2 separate regions of the Sus scrofa genome follow, and region 2 is linked to region 1. The links are chromatin contacts, called in public Hi-C maps. All regions are on one chromosome and are shown on one strand. The core of a region is the stretch at or near the end of the contact, and the rest is flanking DNA. Distances in the headings are between cores, read along the strand shown. Region 1 holds the start of VDAC3 (voltage-dependent anion channel 1 pseudogene 5). Region 2 holds the start of INTS10 (integrator complex subunit 10).

The links. A called contact is a pair of places that touch in the nucleus more often than the background predicts.
Region 2: a contact with region 1 is called in a Hi-C map of heart right ventricle, with 4 times the contacts expected there. The contact joins the promoter of INTS10 here to the promoter of VDAC3 in region 1. A contact is called at or near these places in 1 of 5 promoter capture datasets (liver) and 1 of 47 Hi-C or Micro-C datasets (heart right ventricle).

What each region holds. Positions count from the first base shown.
Region 1 is chr17:11,410,160-11,415,868 of Sscrofa11.1, reverse strand. It overlaps VDAC3 (voltage-dependent anion channel 1 pseudogene 5), which reads right to left and starts at 2,870. Exons shown (of 8, transcript NM_214364.1): 1 at 2,804-2,870; 2 at 1,947-1,996. The coding sequence starts at 2,870.
Region 2 is chr17:12,083,388-12,089,533 of Sscrofa11.1, reverse strand. It overlaps INTS10 (integrator complex subunit 10), which reads left to right and starts at 1,714. Exons shown (of 17, transcript XM_003134201.4): 1 at 1,714-2,090; 2 at 2,726-2,793; 3 at 4,056-4,159; 4 at 4,970-5,109. The coding sequence starts at 1,962.

The DNA.
Region 1 (5,709 bases), core at 1,621-4,120:
CCTCCCAACTCTTGTTCTATGAGCTGTTGAAACAACTGGGAAACTGTGATCTGTTTATCAGCACCACACAGAAAGCTTTCAAAGAGAGTATCATGCTGCACACTTAGGCAAGGCCTTGGTAAAAAATGATAAATGCTGGTCATGTTTAACAGGTCATATCGCTTTCTTTTAATATATCTAACTACCTAATGCTTTATTTTTCATATGTACCTTTTATAAACTTGAAAGATTAGCAAATACAAACCTTAATTTTCGTGCAAAAAAGGTAAAAGAGTATTTAGTCTACATTTCTTTCTTATTATCAGCAGACATTTCTTAGTCTGAAGCTCTATCAAAAATCTAAAATGCCAGAGGTACAAATCTCAAAGAGAAGGTCAGAATTTTCCTAAGCAGAGTTCCAGTCTCACAGTTACTTCCACTCTAGTCTAATTGCATAATTAGATAAAACAATTATCTAGTGTAAAATTTTTATTTATAACATGCATATAATATCTACAGTTTTCCATTAAATGCTAGTATACAACAAAACACTCATAAACATGTTACTGTTATAGATGACGTATCACAAAAATATCAAGATATGATCTAAGAAATTTGGAGCAATGGTTGAAATTTATCCTAAATCAGTACCAGAGAAAAAGCAGCCATAAAAACAAGCACACAAATATGCTATTTTTCTTACCATCTGAATGAATATTTCCACACAACAGCAGCATGAGAGGGAGATAAAAATTTCAGTTGTTGATTTTTGCAACAGAAACCTACCCTGAGCAAATTTAGAAACCCTAATCGAAATGAGTATAAATTTTCTATTTTAACAGACAATATAACAAAATCCCATCCTGAAGGGCAGATATATACATATTTACCCTTGGAAAACCCAGGGAAAGAATAATAGTGACAAACCAGGATTATACGGAATGTAAGGCACAGTACCATAACTACTCCACGTGCTTCTTATCTTTATAATTAAATCATTATATCCAGAAATACAATTTGCACTGGTTCGAACAGGTAAATACCAAACAAAAAAGGTACAGTCAATAAGGAGAAGTCAAAGACTAAATTGACTCTCAAGTTGACATGCTGAGACTTACTGAATAAAAGCTCTAGTTAAAGGTGCTGTGACAATATGCTGATAAGCCCTTACCATATTCTTAACTTCCAGTAAAAAAGATTTCATGAACATCAATAAAAACTGTACTGTAGACTAATCTTCTACATGTATTTCTACATTTGTTTCAACTAATCATGAAAGGATTAAAATCAGTTTTGTTTTTATAAAAAGACAATAAAATTTGCATGAACCCAGTATAATGGAGGCAAAGATTTTAGTGTCCACATACATATTCATGAAAGCATAAAGATATGGCATAGGTCAAAAAAAAATGCATATACATGGGAATATATATATATATATATATATATATATGCCCCCATATATACGTGTGTGTGTGTATACATACACCACGCCTTTTAAGAATAAGACTCAGAACACTCTTATTATGACAGACACAAAGGGTCTCCCTGAGAGGAGGAGAAGACTGTAGGGAAGACAGCTTAGCAGGAAAAGCATGTGATTCAAGTAATCTGACTAAACAATGACTTTTAGGAGTTCCTGCCATGGTGCAGCGGAAACGAATCTGACTAGGAACCATGAAGTTGTGGGTTCGATTCCTGGCCTCACTCAGTGGGTTAAGGATCTGGCATTGCCATGAGCTGTGGTGCATGTCACAGACGCTGCTCAGATCTGGCGTTGCTGTGGCTGTGGTGTAGGCTGGCAGCTATAGCTCCATCTGGACCCCTAGCCTGGGAACCTCCATATGCTGTGGATGCGGCTCTAAAAAGACAAAAAAAAAAAAAAAAAAAAAAAAAAACAATGATTTTTAAACAGGTTTCTTTAAGATAATTATGTCAAATATATTAAAAATACATTAAGTACTTACCACTCCACTACATGACTTGGTTCTCAGATCTATTTTGACCATGCCAAACCCTAGACACACACATAAAAACACAGTAATGTACAAAATGTAACATGCACTCTAGTCTTTGCAACTTAGAAATTATGAAAATACTCCACAGTACATTTTATATGGAAAATACACAGTATTCTCACTAAGTGGGAGTTCCACAAGAAACTGAATTATAACAAAATAAGTATAATTTTTAAGTCCCTCAAAATACTAAAGGCATATTTTTGAAATGAGTTAAAAAACAAATGGATGAAAGGAACATATACTATTTTAAGAATCAAAATTAAGAGAAATTATGTAGACATATACACAAGCTTTAAATATAAAAATACACAATTAACATTATTAGTAAATAAAAAATCAAATGAGTACAACACGAAAAATTAAAAATTTAAACACCAAAGATAAATGTCTATTTGGTTTCAAACACTCTATGTTCCTCCAAAGAAGTCAAAAGCTGTATCTTCACTCAAATAATGAAAGCACTGTCATTATTTGGAGGAGCAAAAATATGTCCCCTACTTTAACTGTCCCCAGGGCCTAGCAAAAGGCCCTAGCAAAATATTGCAGATTTATATTATTTCACCCAAAAGATAATATAAAATACGCAAATGTGCTTATGTACACAATGGTTTTTAATGCTTGAGGGCCTCTAACTCTAAAAAAAAAAGAGATCTAGTAATCTGCTAATAGTTATCCCCTTAAATCTTATGAAATAGATTAATGTTGACTTAACCTCATTTTATCAAGTACAGTATCTCCCATATAGCTTAATATATACAGTATTAATGCTTACCCAAATTGGTAATTTACAATAGCACACTTACCATATCCTTTGTTGAAGACATCCTTGGCAGCCTTTCCTAGATCACAGTAAGTTGGTGTGTTACACATATCTTAAAAAAAAAATGAGGACAAAGGAATGAAAATAACCATTTTGCATTTATTCTGTGTTCAACTGTTTGGTCCTGTGAAAAGAGGTATACATTTTTTTCTTCCTCTGCATCGTTAATGCTTATACCCTAATGCAGCAAGGTTAAGAGAAAGCATTCTGCTCCTTTAAAAAGAGCTTTCCAGAACACTGGAGAATAAAAGGGTTTTTTCATGAGACTCACAGAGGTCATCTTTCTGACCTCTTTCCAAGAAAAGAAATTTCTCACAGGCTGAAGGAGACGCTTTTTTAAAACTATATTTTTACTTTTTAAAAATGCAAAAACTTACATTAGAAAAGTATTTCTTGGGCTGTTATAAAGCCAAAGAGCTGTATAAGATGACAAGGTAAATTTTCTGAGGAACTGAAAAAGAGATGCAATTTAAAATCTTCAGGGTTAACATTTTGGCTACTCTGAAATTCAGTCCTTAAACTAAGAATAAGTGAAATACACCCATCCAGAATATGCCCTCTCTCAAAGCTCTTAAAATAAAGTATTATAATCTTACCTATTAGCCAGAAATAGGCTAGATTCTACCTGAAGTAATCGGCTTAACAAAAATCAGTGTATACTCTCAAGTTAAAGCCTTCAAAAACCCAAGGTGCTTGCTTGATCTTTCACCCTGTCTACTTACTATTCAGACAGCCTTTCTGCTGCCAATATGACCCTCACATCAAAATCTTCAGGCCTATCGACACTGCTGCTTCCTTTGCCCTCTTTGCAGAACAGGAAATCTCCTCCTACAGTATCCTCAAAAGCCATGTCTAACCAACTGTAGAACTGCTTCAAGCAACCCCATTACTACTCCCCATTACTCTAGAAAAATCTAGAGCACCAGCTAGCCCTTGCTATTGCTATGCCTGGAGCAAATACACATTCAATCTGCTATTTATTTATATTTAGCCTAGCTCTTAATCTGGCCCTCTGCTAAGTTTCTGTCCCATCCCAACACACCTGAACACAACACACACTTTATGGTACCTCCTTTTTTTTTTTTTTTTTTTTGGTCTTTTTAGGGCCTCACCCTTGGCATATGAAGTTCCCAGGCCAGGGGTCTAATCGGAGCTACAGCTGCTGGCCTACATCACAGCCACAGCAACGCAGGATCCAAGCCACCTCTGTAACCTACACTACAGCTCAGGGCCATGCTGGATCCTTAACCCACCGAGCGAGGTCAGGGATCAAACCTGTATCCTCATGGATACTAGTTGGGTTCATTACCACTGAGCCACGATGGGAACCCCTATGGTGTACTTCTTAATTGTGAATCCATTTAAAATTTCTTTCTTAACTTAGACCTGTCAAATACGATAGACAGTATGATATAGTATAAAAATACATACAAAGTTAAGAGGAAAGCGTATAGAAAAGATAAAAGAAGATAAATGTACTGAGTCATAGCATAATAAAACTTTGGTTTAAACCACAAGGTTTCATAGTTCAGGTCCAGAGAAATTAATTTACAATTCACTCCCTTGTGTTCAAATAATCAATTCTAGACTTTTTACACCCTGCCAATTGCAATCTGATAGTATTCTTTATGATCACAACTGACGCAGGTATCTGTTGAAATTGTGTCAGAAGTCTATAGGTTGGGAGATAAGCAGAGAAAAGCAGGCACTATATATTCAAACAGAAACGTTAAAAAACAAAACTAGACTGTAAAGCCTTAATCTATTGACAAGAGAAAAGATACACTTAAATGTTTAGAAACATCATCTAGGAACCAATTACAATCTTTCTTAGCATTGTGCCTCGTTTTCAAAACTACTGCCAGACACTTTGCAAAAGTTGTATAGGGGATTTGACCTCAAGTTCGCCTGGTTCAAGCTTATTTCTTCAGGCCCGTGATTCTGATGGGAAATGCACTGCTGGTATGATCAAGCAAAAGCTCGAGAAGACTTCACGTTCCACACGTTTCCATTACTCTACAAGTGCACTCGCCCGTGGACGTGCACGGCGTTCCGGGGCTGCATTAGCCGCAGTCGGGGGGAGGGAGTGGGTTAGCAACACAGCTTTACACCATCACTAACGGGACCGGCAGCTCGTCAAGCAGTGCATTCAGCATCCTCCCTCCGGCCGCAGGGAGTGGAAGACCCCCGAAGCTGGACGCCGACTCCGGAGAGAAAGCCGGGGGCGCGAGTGAGTTCGGGGTTCGAAGACCCAACTTCCCTCAAAACCAACCTCCCGGCCGACCCGACGCCCGGCGAGGGCCCCAGTGGCCGGCAAGGAGGGGAGCAGGTGGCGGAGCGGCGTCCCATCACCTGAGGGGCCAGTCCCCGCTGCCCCGCCTTCCGCCGGCCCGCGCCCCGTTAGGCGACCCTCTCCTCCCGTGCCCTCCGTTAGCCGCCTCCCGTCGGGCCCCTGCCAGTCGCCGCCCCAGCCGCCCCGCCCCAGCCGCCAGCCCGGGGGCCCCGCTTGCCTCACCTCCTACCCGAGGGCCTGTCGGCTCCGCTACGAGGGCCTGTCGGATCCGCCAGGGCACGGCTGAAGGTCTTCTTCAGACCAACGCCGTCCGCGCCTGCGCGGCCCCACGCCCGCGGCGCCTGCGCGCCCCGAGCCCCGCGCCGCGGCTGCGCGCCGCGGCTGCGCGCGTGCGTGTCGCGCCGGGGTCGCGCGCCGCGGGCCCGAGGCGGACCAACACCTCCAACTGTCCGAGTGCGCGAGTGCGCGCGTGCGCTTCGGCACCCAGCGCGCAGGGCTGGGCGGTGGTTGACGTGGAGCGCGCAGGCCCCGGGACCGCACCTCTGCCCCGAAAGAGGCCCCTCTCGCGAGAAGGAGAGGTTAATAGTAACCGTTGC
Region 2 (6,146 bases), core at 465-2,964, 670 kb before region 1:
GAGAAAATCTAAGCCAGGTAAGCAGAAATCTTAGTTGAATGACTATACAGAAAGTATCCAACACCCAGACTCCTGTCAGTTCATAGATCCAGAGTTCCTAACTGGAAGAAGGGAGGTGAAAGAAGCTGAGAACCCAAACTGATACTAAAACCAAGAATTTATTACAGCATCAATCTGTGCTGTTATTACATATCAATCTGTGCTATTCTCCAACAGAACAGCCTCCTTAGTGTTCATTGAATATATATTGTACCTGTTTCAAGCCAGTCACAACATCCAATCCAAGAAAATATACCACAGGATGGATCCAGGGTTGTTAATTTGAACAGTGGATACAGTGGTGGGTAAGAAGCAAAGATGTTGAACATGCTGAGTGTCCAAGCAAGGCATTAGCATGAGTAGGAAGGATATAAGCCCAGGAGGAGGCAGCTACTCTAAGAGGAAAATGCAGGTTTCAAGGTCTGCAAGCTAAAAATCAGGGAGAAGAGGGAGTTCCATTGTGGCTCAGTGGTAACAAATCCAACTAGTATCCATGAGGACTCTGGTTTGACCCCCGGCCTCATTCAGTGGGTTAAGGATCCAGCATTGTTGCCATGAGCTGTGGTGTAGATGGCAGACATGGCTTGGATCTGGCCTTGCTGTGGCTGTGGTACAGGCTGGCAGCTGCAGCTCCCACTCAACTTCCTATGCCCCCGGTGGGGCCCTTAAAAAAAAAAAAGAAAAGAAATTACTCCTTAGATATGCATCTTAACTAGCGCCTGGATCCTGTTTTTCTCCATCCTGAACTCCCCTCATGAGGCAACATCAGGAACTGAGGGGGTCGTGCTACAGTGGCTGATGGCTTGATAGCAGGCAACACTTTTGGTACACAATGTATATACTGTGCAACGTATACATTCATATTTAACATGTGTACAATTTTTCGATGTATAGAAGTATATAGTAATTTTTTCTTTCTTCTTTCCTTCCTTCTTTCTACAAACAAAGCAGCTTTGAATCTCTAATCTTGGATCCAAATAGAAGCTATCAGTGGTACTAGAACTTGCTAAAATTCTTGTGTATAGACTTTGGATTGGAAACTCCAATGAAATGTTTAGAACCCACGTTTTGGCACATTCTTCCTACTAGGCAAATAAACGCCTCTGGCTCCTGAGTGCGGCCTCCCTTCACGAGAGCAGGGAGATTATTTTATTTGGTGAAAAGGACACTGATTTCGATTGGAGGAGATGATTAAACAGCTGTTTTCTGTAGGTCAGCCATCCCCAACGATGTAAACTCCGGCTGGACCAGGATAATCAACTCTGGAGTTCCCCAGCACGCAGCAAAGCACTCTCCAAGGACTATCACCGCAACCGCTCGATAAATGTTTGTTGAAGAAACCAGGGAATAAAGGCGCAACAACAGTGGGACAGGGCGGTACCGAGGCTCCATGGCACCGGCGTTCCCACCGAACTCAAACTGGCGCAGGCTTTTCTGTCCATTCGAACCAGCAGCGACTCCGCGTCAACCTCCGCCCTCCAGCTTCTGCCCCGCCCCAGCGGTGGCTTCAGGGCGCCGGGACGCGCCGGCCACTGGGGGCGGCACCAACCGCCCGCCTCCCGGCGCCGAGGAACCAGGCTCTGCGCATGCTCCCTGGAGGTACCAGGGTCACACCCCAGTCCGCAAGATTGAGAATCCGATTCTCCACGTCTTGGAGGCGACCTGGAAGAGTCTGGACCAACACCCAAGCTCCTCAAAAGAGGAAGGGGCTGGGCGGAGGCGGAGAACCGACACGAAAAGGCTGCTTACAAAACCCGGAAGCCCTTCCGGATCCACGTGCGGACGTCCTCCCGACTCCATTCATGCGCAGTAGCGTCGGCGGCGGCGTCGGCGGCGTCGGCGGCGTCGGCGGCACTAGTTAGTGGTGGTGTCTCCTAGCCGGAAGGTCCGGTTGCCTCTGGGCGCCCGACGCCGCCGGGGTCATGTCAGCCCAGGGCGACTGCGAGTTCCTGGTGCAGCGAGCTCGGGAGCTGGTGCAGCAGGACCTGTGGGCCGCCAAGGCTTGGCTAATCACGGCCCGCAGCCTCTACCCCACCGACTTCAACATCCAGGTGAGGCAGGGCCGCGCGCTCAGGTGGGAGCGCCCTCCCAGCCCCCCTCCGCCCTGCCCGGGGCCGCCCCGCGGGGCGGCACCCAGGACCCCGGGGCCCTTCCCCAGGCCAGGCCGGCGCGGGAGAGGGGAGCGTTAGCATCCTGCGGCCCGGACCGCGCCTCGTGCGGCCGGGGAAAGCTGCCAGCCGGCCCCTGGGTCCGGACCGCGGCGGTGGGTTGGGGCGGGATGGGGGCGGGGCGGTGTTTGAGGTTCCCACGGGTTAGAGCTCCTGCGCTGTGTAGTGAGCACCAGCGATAACTCTGGGCTGTAGCTATGGAAGGGGATGGAACGCCGCCACATCTGCAGCCAATCAAAGTGTATACGTGTATCAGGGGAACGAGAAGCGCCTAAGCTTACAGTGTTAGACGCCAGGTGCCTTCAGTAATTCTGATCTTAGTGGCCACCTGCTATCTCTGAGCCGTTCCTGCACCCATCTGGGAACCGGGGCTGGGAGTGAGCCTGTTAGCCCTGTGGTAGTGTCTCCAAGTGATGCCTGACTCTGGGACCTCCAGGGGTCGGGGTGGGGGCCGAAGGGGGTGAGCAGGGCTGGCCCGGGGCCAAGGGCCTGACCCCTGGCTCTAACTTGTGTTGCAGTATGAAATGTACACGATTGAGCGGAACGCAGAGCGGACGGCCACCGCCGGGAGGCTGCTCTACGACATGTGAGTGGGGACGCCGCTGGGTCTCTCAGGAGGTTTTGTTCCTGTCCTTGGAAGTAGGAGCTGAGGGAAGATCTTCAAGTTCACCTGCATATGGGGTGCCTAAAGCTTACCCAGTCACGGATCCAGGCCTTGCATTAATTGCTGCCATATCTAATGCAAAGAGGTCTTCTTAGGTTTTATTCGTGTTAAAACTCTACTATCCAGTTTATTTTATTTTGGAAAATTTAACTTTGCAGAAGTTCAGACAGTACTGGAGTGTAGAGAACAATAGGTGGGAGTCCATCCTAACCTTAACCAGAGTTAAGTGTGTGTATATATGTGTCTGTAGACATACAGTACTCATCAGTAAATGGGGGGAGGGTTGTGACAGTTCATACTATTCCCACTTTGCTGCAGCTTTCTTTCTTGGCCCACATGTAGGCATATAGAGATCTATGTCATTCTTTTTCAGATCTGAAAAACATTTCTTCCTTTTTTTTTTCTCTTTTTTTTTTTTTTTTTTTCGTTTTATGGCTACACTGTGGCATATGGAAGTTCCTGGTCCAGGGATTAAATCCAAGCCACAGCTGCAACCTATGCCTCAGCACCAGATCATTTAACCCACTGTGCTGGGCCAGAGTTCCAACCTAAACCTCCCACAGTTATCCAACTCGCTACAGCTGGATACTTAACCCACTGTGCCACAGGGAGAACTCCTGCATAGCATTTTTTTTAACCACTCTTATTGTTGGACATTTGGATAGTTTTCAGCTACTTGAGATAATATTCAGCGTTTCAGTAAGCAGTTTTATAGTCACATTTTGGTAGGTTTTTTTTTTTTTCCCCTGTAAAACTATATTCTTAGATCTTCATGGTCAAAGGGTAGATTTTAAATTTTGATGCACTATGGAATGTGGAAGTTCCCGGACTAGGGGTTGAATTGGAGACAGCTGTCGGCCTACACCACAGCCACAGCAAACTGGAATCTAAGCCATGTCTGCGACCTACACCACAGCTCACGGCCACGCCAGATCCTTAACCCACTGACTGAGACCAGGGATTGAACCCACCGATGCTGGTTGGTCTTGTTACTGCTGAGCCACAACAGGAATGTCCCTTAGTTTTTATTTTTATATCTTTGTCTTGGTTTGTTTTGGTACGTGATTGTATTCATGTGGAATAGGGTAAAATATATTTTTCTCCAATGCTAATGTTTTATTTTCTTTTTTTGGATGCTGTATGGAATCTGACATTTTAATTTAATGCATTCATTTTAAAAATAGGTTTGTGAATTTCCCAGATCAGCCGGTGGTGTGGAGAGAAATCAGCCTTATTACATCAGCATTAAGAAACGATTCACAGGATAAACAAACCCAGTTTTTAAGAAGTAAGAATGAAGTGATAATGATGTATAAATTACCATTTCTGGAATACCACATTCTGTGTAGTAATTTCCCCCAAAAAGGTCACATCTGTGTTATTGGTACCCTTGTGTATGTTTTGTTCTTGGCAACTCAAGCTTGTACAAAAGATGCCACTTGGACCCTTGAGCGTTTGCTTAGAACCCTTTACAATTCCTTAAAGGATGTAGATTTATCACTTTGCCTGGGGAACTGAATATATATATATATATATATATATTTTTTTTTTTTTTTTTTTTTTGGTCTTTTTGCCATTTCTCGGGCCGCTCTCGCGGCATATGGAGGTTCCCAGGCTAAGGGTCCATTCGGAGCTGTAGCCACCGGCCTACACCAGAGCCACAGCAACGCAGGATCCGAGCTGCGTCTGCAACCTACACCACAGCTCACGGCAACGCCGGATCATTAACCCACTGAGCAAGGGCAGGGACCGAACCCGCAACCTCATGGTTCCTAGTTGGATTCGTTAACCACTGCGCCAGGACAGGAACTCCTGAATATGTTTTTAATAAGTTCCACAGTAATCAGAAAGCCTCTGTAGATTAGGCAGATCCCCACGGTACAGGAGAGAAAGTTCTAGTAATTTGTTTTATGGTCATTTAGTGAACATGCCCCGTACGTTCTGACCCAAAAGCCTTCCAGAGTGTAGATGAAGTACAATGATAGTGATTTTTCACTTAGCATATCTCATCCTATGCACAACAGTGTCTTAGTTCCACTTTTGCTTCCATGTTTTCTTTCTGAAAGAAACTTTTAAAAGTGAAATGTGTCATATACAGGTTTATTTGAAACTCTTCCTGGCCGGGTCCAGTGTGAAATGTTACTAAAGGTTACAGAACAATGCTTCAACACTTTGGAACGATCAGAGATGTTGCTTCTCCTGTTGAGACGCTTCCCTGAAACAGTGGTGCAACATGGGGTAAGATTTGATCCTTTCCTTTTTCTCAAAAGAAAAATTGACCGGTGGATTCATTATATGTTTAAGAGCTGTAGTGTGTATTATTTTAAAGAAGAAATTCTGAGGAGCACTGGATAAGATTGAACTCACAGCGAGGAAGTTGTCGTAAAGTTTAAAAGGACGTCCCTGTTACCAAGCTATGAATTTCGAGTTGAAGTTGTCTTACCAGTATAAGGAAACAGTCACCAGGCTTTGACAGTGCTTCTTGTCTGCAATTTGTGGAATACAGTAAAGTTGAAAAAAAGTAATCCATTCCAGAGTTCCCCTAGTGCCTCAGCAGTAACGAACCCAAGTAGTATCCATGAGGACTCAGTTCGATCCCTGGCCTCCGTCAGTGGGTTCCAGTGGGATCCAGTGTTGCCATGAGCTGCGGTGTAGGTCAAAGACATGACTGGGACCTGGCATGGCTGTGGCTATGGTATAGGGCAGCAGCTGCAGCTCTGATTCAACCCCTAGTCTAGGAACCTAGATTTTCTGCGGGTGCAGCCCTAAAAAGACCAAAAAAAAACAAAAAAAAAGTAATCCATTCCATTGTATTCAAGTAGTCCTAAGATGCGTTTTTCACATGCTTTTGCTGTATGAACACTGACTTTCCTCTACTCTGCCCATTCATAGGTCACTGAATGTAGTTCTATGTGCTGTACTGTAGGAGCTTGTTGTGTTTTTTTGTTTGTTTGTTTTTTGTCTTTTTGCCATTTCTAGGGCCGCTCCTGCGGCATATGGAAGTTCCCAGGCTAGGGGTCTAATCGGATCTGTAGCTGCCAGCCTCCACCAGAGCCACAGCAATGCAGGATCCGAGCCGCGTTTGTGACCTACACTACAGCTCACAGCAATGCCAGATCCTTAACCCACTGAGCAAGGCCAGGGATCAAACCCACGACCTTGCAGCTCCTTGTCAGATTCGTTAACCACTGAGCCATGACGGGAACTCCAGACCTTGTCGTTTATTCCCTCCATGTATAATAATAATAGCTTACATCTAGTAACCCCCACCTCCC